3 separate regions of the Sus scrofa genome follow, and all the other regions are linked to region 3. Evidence: chromatin contacts called from public HiChIP or PLAC-seq data. All regions are on one chromosome and are shown on one strand. Each heading gives the region's core, a stretch centred on a gene start, on an enhancer-like site or on the middle of the called end of the contact. The rest is flanking DNA. Distances are from core to core; before and after follow the strand shown. Region 1 holds the start of KBTBD7 (kelch repeat and BTB domain-containing protein 7). Region 2 holds the start of MTRF1 (mitochondrial translation release factor 1). Region 3 holds the start of WBP4 (WW domain-binding protein 4).

What was found. HiChIP or PLAC-seq counts read pairs in DNA pulled down with a chosen protein or histone mark.
Region 1: an H3K27ac HiChIP or PLAC-seq map of alveolar macrophages shows a contact between it and region 3. The contact joins the promoter of KBTBD7 here to the promoter of WBP4 in region 3. A contact is called at or near these places in 2 of 5 promoter capture datasets (fetal liver and liver), 2 of 47 Hi-C or Micro-C datasets (heart right ventricle and skeletal muscle) and 2 of 2 datasets of contacts at active chromatin or transcription factors (alveolar macrophages and skeletal muscle).
Region 2: a contact with region 3 is called in an H3K27ac HiChIP or PLAC-seq map of alveolar macrophages. The contact joins the promoter of MTRF1 here to the promoter of WBP4 in region 3. A contact is called at or near these places in 2 of 5 promoter capture datasets (fetal liver and liver), 1 of 47 Hi-C or Micro-C datasets (omental adipose tissue) and 2 of 2 datasets of contacts at active chromatin or transcription factors (alveolar macrophages and skeletal muscle).

The regions. Positions count from the first base shown.
Region 1 is chr11:25,642,370-25,645,075 of Sscrofa11.1, reverse strand. KBTBD7 (kelch repeat and BTB domain-containing protein 7) reads right to left here and starts at 1,415. Exons shown (of 2, transcript XM_003130995.5): 1 at 1-1,415. The coding sequence starts at 1,059.
Region 2 is chr11:25,602,671-25,605,370 of Sscrofa11.1, reverse strand. MTRF1 (mitochondrial translation release factor 1) reads right to left here and starts at 1,302. Exons shown (of 12, transcript NM_001243580.1): 1 at 1,249-1,302; 2 at 981-1,154.
Region 3 is chr11:25,771,202-25,773,901 of Sscrofa11.1, reverse strand. It overlaps WBP4 (WW domain-binding protein 4), which reads left to right and starts at 1,347. Exons shown (of 10, transcript XM_021065642.1): 1 at 1,347-1,579. ELF1 (ETS-related transcription factor Elf-1) reads right to left here and starts at 1,812. Exons shown (of 9, transcript XM_021065635.1): 1 at 1,294-1,812. TRNAE-UUC (a tRNA gene) reads right to left here and starts at 1,263; the gene lies at 1,192-1,263.

The DNA of each region.
Region 1 (2,706 bases), core at 166-2,665, 130 kb after region 3:
CAGAAAGGGATCTCTGGGATGGCCAAAGAAGATCACCATCTCCTTGGCACACATACCCAGCCTCTGGGGTGGATTTTCTGCTATGGAGACAACAGAATTGCCACTGCTGCTCTCTGGCTTTGGCACCAGAGACTTGTACAACATGTCACCATATCGCATCTGCAGGACCCCTTCCATGAGGTCCAGACAGTACTTCTTCACAATAGGTTTGGTCAACAGCCCTTCCAGGTATTCCCGATCTTTATCCGTGAAGTGTGTCCAGCGGACACACTTGAAGACTTCGGCAGCGCTGGGACCCCGCTCCTTGGGAGCCGCCTCCAACCACTGCACCGCAACGTGACACACTGTCCGCTCACTCTCGATGTCTAGACTATCCAGGCGCAGGACAGCCAGCAGTTGGGCCAGGGTCAGATCGGCCAGAGACTCCTCGCGAATCGAACCCATGCGGCTGAGCTGCTTGAAGTTGTGCGCGATAAAGGACTGGGCCTGCGACCGCAGCTTGTGATGGTCGAAGGCGTCGGCGAACTTGAGGATGGCCGTGCAGTTGGCCAGGTCAAGGCGGCGGGCTAGGAACGACGCACAGGCTTCCCGCACATACTCCAGCTGCAGCATGTCCGAGGCCGCGTAAAGGCGCTGCACGTTGGCCTCACTCAGGGACACGCGACCCGTGTAGCAGTAATCGACCAGCACCTCGAAGGATTCGGCATCTACGTCGTGCATGGTCACGTTCGTCTGATGGCTCTCGTACATGCCGCCGGTGAACATGCTCTTGAAGTAGGGACACGCGGCGGCCAGCACGTTACGGTTGCAGGAAAAAAGGCGACCCGTGCCAGGCCCGCTGCCAGGCGTGACCACCTCGATGGTCACATCACAGAGCAGCCGCGCGTCGTAGAAGGACTTGAGCTGTGCCAACAGGGCTGCGGAATGGGCCGTGTCCTTCAGCTCCTCCGACCCCGTGAAAAAAGCCGAAACCGAAGGCTTGGAAATCCTCTTGGGCCGCCTCCCACCGCGGGGACTGGCGAGGCGGCGAGAGCGCGAAGCTTCTTCCCGGGACTGCATGGTGGAGATGCTGGTAGGGAGCTGAGGGCGAGAACGGGTGCAAAGACCGGGCTCGGGCGCCTCCTCACCCTTCTCTCGCTGACGCTAAGGTTGTGGTGTCTCCGGAGAGACTGCGCGGGGGCCGCGCTTACTTAACTCAGCCCTACACCGCGGTGCCGCCTCCCTTTATAGCGTAGACAGTGCCTGACTCACCCGTTTCCAGTTCCGCGCCCTTTCTCCGCCTCAACTCGCCCTCACAGGACCTACTGGCTGGAACCAAGAGATCCGCCACTGCCGCGCTGGCAATACCGGTAGGCTTCCAGGAGAACTACCACTCCCAGACTGCCTTTCGCGCCTGACGCAGGCGGGGCCCTCCCCACTCGCCCACTTTAGCGGCGGCAGAGAAGGCGCTTTGCATGTTGGGAGTAGTAGTTTGAGTAATATCGCGAGGCTTCCGGGGCAAGACTGCTTCAGGGTTTGAGCGTTTATTCTCCCGGCTCCGACGGCTTGGCATTTTGGCTTTGAAGTCCAGAGTAAGAGCCCAGTTTTAATGTTTATTAACTGTGTAGCTTCCCTCTGAGAACTTTTCCTTCTTTGCAAAATGGGGAGAATAGTCTTTCCTAGGGTCGTGTGAGGATGAAATGAGATAAAAATTGCATAGGACACAGGATGCTTCAATAAATATTTGTGTGTGTGTGTTTTAATTTTTTAATAGTTATTTCCCCAAATATTTGTTGATTAGAACAATTAAGTGCTTACACTCTGTTTAAAATATAAAGATTAATAATTGTCGGCTTTTCTCTTAGAATTTATTAAGAGTGCGACACCCACTTAACTTGAAACCATGAGCAATTACTGCAAAGAAAACATCCAGTGTTTAATGTTGCTACTTCTGGAAGATTCTGAACGTTATTACAATATTTTCAGTACTAAGTGACATATAAATTCATTAGGATGTTGAAGTTCCCGTCGTGGCGCAGTGGTTAACGACTAGGAACCATGAGGTTGCGGGTTCGGTCCCTGCCCTTGCTCAGTGGGTTGACGATCCGGTGTTGCCGTGAGCTGTGGTGCAGGTTGCAGACGCGGCTCGGATCACGTGTTGCTGTGGCTCTGGTGTAGGCTGGTGGTTACAGCTCCGATTAGACCCCTAGCCTGGGAATCTCCATATGCCGCCGGAGCGGCCCAAGAAATAGCAAAAAGACCAAAAAAAAAAAAAAAAAATCATTAGGATGTCTTAGACAAAGATGAGGTCCTAGAGAACAGCATTTATAGATGGCCTTAAATATGAAAATCAGGCATATAAATAGGTTGGCATCTCACCAAATCAACACTTCATTCCGAGGAACAAGGTTATTTTCACAACCTCTTGATATGAGTGTTACTCATACTGTTCTTTCAGTTCCTTTCCACCAATCCTTTGAAGATTTTGGAACTGTCTTTATTAAGGAGTTTTAACGAGAGTTTTAAATTAAAATATTTAAACAAACATACCTTGAATCGTACAAAAGCACAAGATTCAAACAGCTTGGGATTCATATATGCCCTGACATTCCTTGAAGTAATACAGTACAGCCTATGCTTTAAAGAAGTGTTTTATATATGTACTAATCAACATTAGTTAAATATTCAAAATCAAGTGTTTAGAGATTTGTTAGAGAACTTTTATTT
Region 2 (2,700 bases), core at 53-2,552, 170 kb after region 3:
TATGGTAAGTTCCCTGGTGGCACAGTGGTTAAAGGATCTGACGCTGTCACTTTAAACCATTGGTGCAGCCAAAAAAAAAAAAAAAAAAAAACACTACAGGTTTAGTGAAATTGGCTGTTTTCCTTCCTTTGAACAGATCATTGAAAAAGCTAACAAATGTAGGAGTTCCTGTCATGGCACAGCGGAAACAAATTTGACTAAGAACCATGAGGTTGCAGGTTCGATCCCTGGCCTCACTCAGTGGATTAAGGATCCAGCGTTGCTGTGAGCTGTGGTGTAGGTCACAGATGCAGCTCGGATCCTGCATTGCTATGGCTCTGGTGTAGGCTGGCAGCTACAGCTCTGATTCAACCCCTAGCCTGGGAACCTCCATATGCCCCGGGTGCAGCCCTAAAAAGGACAAAAAGACAGAAAAAAAAAAAAAGCTAACAAATGTACACAATAATTTTACTGAGTATAAAGGGGAAAAGATAAAGTGTTCTAATACTTTGCCCCTAAAATCCTGTGGTTCAAAGGTGCAATAAGGGTCAAAATTGATCAGAACCAACCTTTAATTGTCTACAGTGTTCCATCTATGCTACATGCATTCATATATTAGCTCCTTTGATCATTTTAAGTTTGCTATTTCAGAGAGTATTATTTCCTAGGAAATACACTATTTGGAATGGTCTCTAAAATATCCAGTCTACAGAGTTATACCGACAAAATTTAACATAATCACATTCGTTAATGTCCAACAGCCACAAAGGTTACAGTCCTCCAGCAGGAGTTTCTGTGTCTTCGCACAGTCTCAAAGACATCACAGAAGTGTTTCCATTTGCAAATGGAAAGAACGACGACAATAAAAAGGCAAAAAGATTTTTGTTACAACATTTCTAGCTAAATTTCCATTTTAGGCACAGTTAGTAGAATGAGCAGTTCTCAAGGTCATGAAACTGTGTTAAATAAAACGCAAGATGTTTATTCTCCATTATCTATACCTGAGCATAGCAAGTCTTCTCCATCACCCTCCACAGTAACAAGAGTAAGCTGATACTCTGGAAGGAACGCTCAGCCTCGGCAAGTGGGTAGTGATACTAAGCCCACACGAGAGCAGCACGTGTAAGCCACACCGTGTAACGCGGCATATGGAGTGATCCCATAGAGAAAAAAAGCTGGAGAAAGAAAAAAGACTTTTAGGATCAGAAAAAAGAAGTGAATTGTGAGTACCTTAAAAAACAACAAAAAAAGGACATTAGGTTTCCTTACCGAGGGAACCTTCTGGGATCCACTAGGATTTCAGCCCTATAGACACCTGATCACTTTTACTTCCGGGTTCGCCACTTCCGGCTAAAGGCTTCCAGCCACCTTCTCCTCCGTCTGGGTTTTTCTCGGGAGCAGTAGTTCTTGGGTGTGCATAATAAACTACCAGAAGAAACAAAAGAGAAAAGTGGCAACGCGAGGAAAATTCCCAAGAGGCAACCAAGCCTCGTGCTCATCCGGAGTCGGAGTCCAGAGTGTAGGTTGCGATGGAGAGGGGAGCCGGCGAGCGGCAGCAGCTGTGCCAGAACATTGAAAGAACCGTAACTCCCCAGAGCGCCTCCCTGAGAATTCTGGGAGTTGTAGTTTATTTCCGACAGGGGGCCCCACCCCCAACGCCCTAGGCCGAAGGTGGAGTTTTGGTTTTCAACATTTTAGGCAAGCCCAGAAGAGATTTTCTACAGCTGTGCCTAAGAGATAAGTATATACAAGAATTTCTTTATAGATGGAGTCACTAGAGTAGCGATTCCTAATTTTTTAAAATGAGAATACCTTTTTATCATTGAATACTTCAGAGGTTTTTTCCATTGCTTGAGGAAATACCTAATGACTAATTGAGACTGTGCCTTTGTATTTTTAAAAATCATAACAGGGGAGTTCAGTGGAAACAAATCTGACTAGCATCCATGAGGGTGCAGGTTTGATCCCTGGCCTCCCTCAGTGGGTTAAATAAGGATCTAGTGTTGCTGTGAGCTGTGGTGTAGGTTGCAGATGCAGCTCAGATCCCTTGTGACTGTGGTGTAGGCCAGCAGCTACAGCTCCGATTAGACCCCATCTGGGAACCTCCATGTGCTGCAGGTGTGTCCCTAAAAATAAATAAATAAATAAAATAAACAGTTTCAGGAAAATGCAAATATATTGCCTTACTTTTTTTTTTTGGTCTTTCGTCTTTTTAGGGCTGCACCCACGGCATATGGAGTTTCCCAGGCTAGGGGTCTAATCGGAGCTGTTGCTGATGGCCTCTATACCACAGCCACAACGCTGGATTCGAGCCACGTCTGCAGCCTACACCACAGCTCACTGCAACACCGGATCCTTAACCCACTGAGCAAGGCCAGGGATGGATTGCCTTACTTTGAATATTTAACAGCGATACAGAGCTTGGAGATTGAATTTACAAATCATTGACCTAGTGCCTCAGTATTTCTTCCCGAAAAGCAAAGGCAAATATAATTCTGTATTACTGACTTCACAGCATATTTTCTTATGTTGTGACCAAATATAAAAAAAGGAGAATTCAGGGTTCCCTTGTGGCACAGTGGGCTAAGGAACTGGTGTTGTCACTGCAGCTGCCTGGATCACTCTTGTGGTGTGGGTTTGATCCCTGGCCTGAGAACTTCCACATGCCCCTGGTGCAGCCAAAAAGGGGGGGGGGAATTAGATATAAATGTAAATATCTAA
Region 3 (2,700 bases), core at 98-2,597:
GAGACTAAACATTAGGGCTCACCCCATTTTTCTAATGTCAGCCCGCATTTAAGATAACGCTTTTGTCTCATGTACAGCTCACATGCTGCTGACACAGCTGCCCCTTCTTTGTAATAAACACAGGGCTTCTATATTTAAAAATACAGTGAAACTTTGTTGTAACATCCCCTCCCGTCTCCAGCCAATTTTCTCTTCCAAGCCCCACCTCCAACCCCAGGATTCTCTATCGGCGGCACTCAAAACGTTAGACCTTTGTGCAAAGACAAGTTTCTTTAAAGACAACTCATCCTAGTGGTATTTCTCTTTTCCACTGTGTGTGTGTGTGTGTGTGTGTGTGTGTGTGTGTGTGTGTTGGGATTGGGGGGATGGGGGCGGAGAATGGGACAGATGCCCTGCCCCAGAGGCCTTCCGAAGCCAAGGCACTCAAGTCTGTGGCTCTGGAGTCTGGGGTAGTTTTGTGAACCACGGCCAGCGACCCGACGTCCAGTTGGGAGGACCTCGCAGGCCGGCCTCGGGGCGGGGCTCCGGCGCCGCGGGAGCCCCGGGTGGACACGCGGCCGATGGGGCGGCCGCGGGCAGCGGCGCGGTGGCGAAATTGGTGCCCGCGGGCATCGGAGATCCCCCGCCCGCCCTCGGCTCCCCCCAGCCCTGCCCGGGGGCTGCCTTGGGGCGGGGGTGTTTCTAGTAAACACCCGGCCAAGATAAGGAGGACTTGCGAGCCAGGCGAGGGCTCCCGGAGGCCGAAGGCTGGGGACAAACACTCCCCGCGTCGCTTGGGACCGTCAGAAGGGGGCGGCCGAGGAGGAGGGTGTGGGCCCGAGGTGGGGCGCTGGGGGCAGATAAGGCGAGGCCGGAGTTAATCATCACCTCCCGAGCGTTTGGAAAGGGACGGCCCGGGGACTGGAGGAGCTGGAGGGCGGCCCGGGGAAAGTGAAACTCCTTCCTCGCGGCTCAGCCCCGCCAGGCTCCAGCGGGAGCACCGGGACCCTGAGCGTGGTCGCTCCGCCAGCCCGGCCGGCGCAGCACTCGTGGCTCCCAAAGCCGCAGCCCAGATCACGGCGTCTCTAACAAGTACACTAAAGCGAGTTTTCCACCGTATCACCCACCAAAAGAAGGGAGAAAAAGAGCCAGAGCCATTGGAAATAAAATAAAAGTTACCCCCAGGGCCCATTTCTAAAAGTGGTTGCAACGTTCCCATACCGGGAGTCGAACCCGGGCCGCCTGGGTGAAAACCAGGAATCCTAACCGCTAGACCATATGGGAAGTGCTGCTGAGAGCACGGCGGTGACTCACCTGACAAGCGCAAACGCTGCCTCTGTTCCGTCTCTACCTCCCGCCACCATCCGAGCCGCCGCCGCCGCCGCTGTTGCTTGCTGCCCACGCGCTCGCGAGCCAGGGAACGCGCCCGTCCCGAGCGCGCGGGCGTCCCGGGGGCGGGGCGGGGTCGCTCCGCCGCCTCGGGAAAGTTTTGAGGCCAAGCTCCACGAGTCGCGGTCCTGAAACCAACTGTTTCACCTCTCTTTTTTGAACTCCGCCAACAGCCCCCAGCCTACAGGTCCGGGCTGCTCCGCTGGTCAAAGTGCGTGCGGACTAGTTGGCAAAGTTGAGGGCGGCGACGTCTCTGGGAACAGCTGTTTGCGTTCGGGGCGGAGGCGGCGCGCGAGCTCCTGGGCCACGGGCCAGCGAGCCTAGAAGAAGGGTGGAGGTTCTGGATCCCAGGGGGAGAGAGAGAGAAAAAAAGGAGAGATGACGCGGGGACGTGAGGCTCGAGCTTCCCGGCCTTCAGCTCAGGTCCCGTCGCGCTTTCGCCCCTTCTCGGTGACCTCAACCCCTTTATAGCGACCCCACCTCTCCGGAGCCGGGAGTACCGCCCCTGGAGGAGGAGGGGAAGGGGAGGAGATTTCAAACGCGGATTGAGTCGTCTGGGCACCCGTAGTTGGGAACCGGGGAGCACTGGTCCGGAGGAAGGAGGGAGGCGTCCGGGGCTCGGAGGCTCCGGTGGGCCTCGCGGTGATCCGGGCTCGGACTCTCCCTGTGTGGGGCACGCGAGCCTTAATCGGACCCGGGGGCGACCCGCGGAGCGGCTGGTCCAGTCATGTGAGTCAGGTCTCAGGCTCTAAACAAGGAGGTCTTGTTTCTCCGGGAGGCCCTTTCCCCGCCGGGTCTCTTCCTCCGCCACCACCCCCTCTCCCCCCGCCCGCGGCCGGGGGCGTGACGGACGCTCTCTTAACTCGCTCGGGACCGGCGGCCGACTGGCGGGGCCGGTTCTCCGTGCGGCGTAGGGATGCTACCCCGCGGAGCGCCCTGGGGGCCTGGAGTACGGACCCCTGGAGGGAGGCTGGCGGCCTCTGGAGGTTGGACGGCCGCCGGGATGCTACGGAGCGCTCCCTCCACCTAGCGGGTCGGAAGCCGCGAGCATCCTTTTCGTTTCTCTCGAGCTGGAACCCCGGGGTATTGTGAAAGTATAGGGCTGGACCGCGGCCACCGCTGCCTCCTCCCATCACTAGAAGCGGGCAGCCCTGGTGAGCTTCTAACTTTTTTTAGTTTTTGGTTTTACCGGCTGAGAGATCCTTTGGCTTTTCCAACTCTCTTTTTCTTCCCCTGAGGCTCAAATTGTATTAACTGATGGTCTTAGAGGGATCACAGTCACGCATTGGAGGCGTCTTCTGCTTTGTTCTTTGGGTGGAAATAACGTGATTT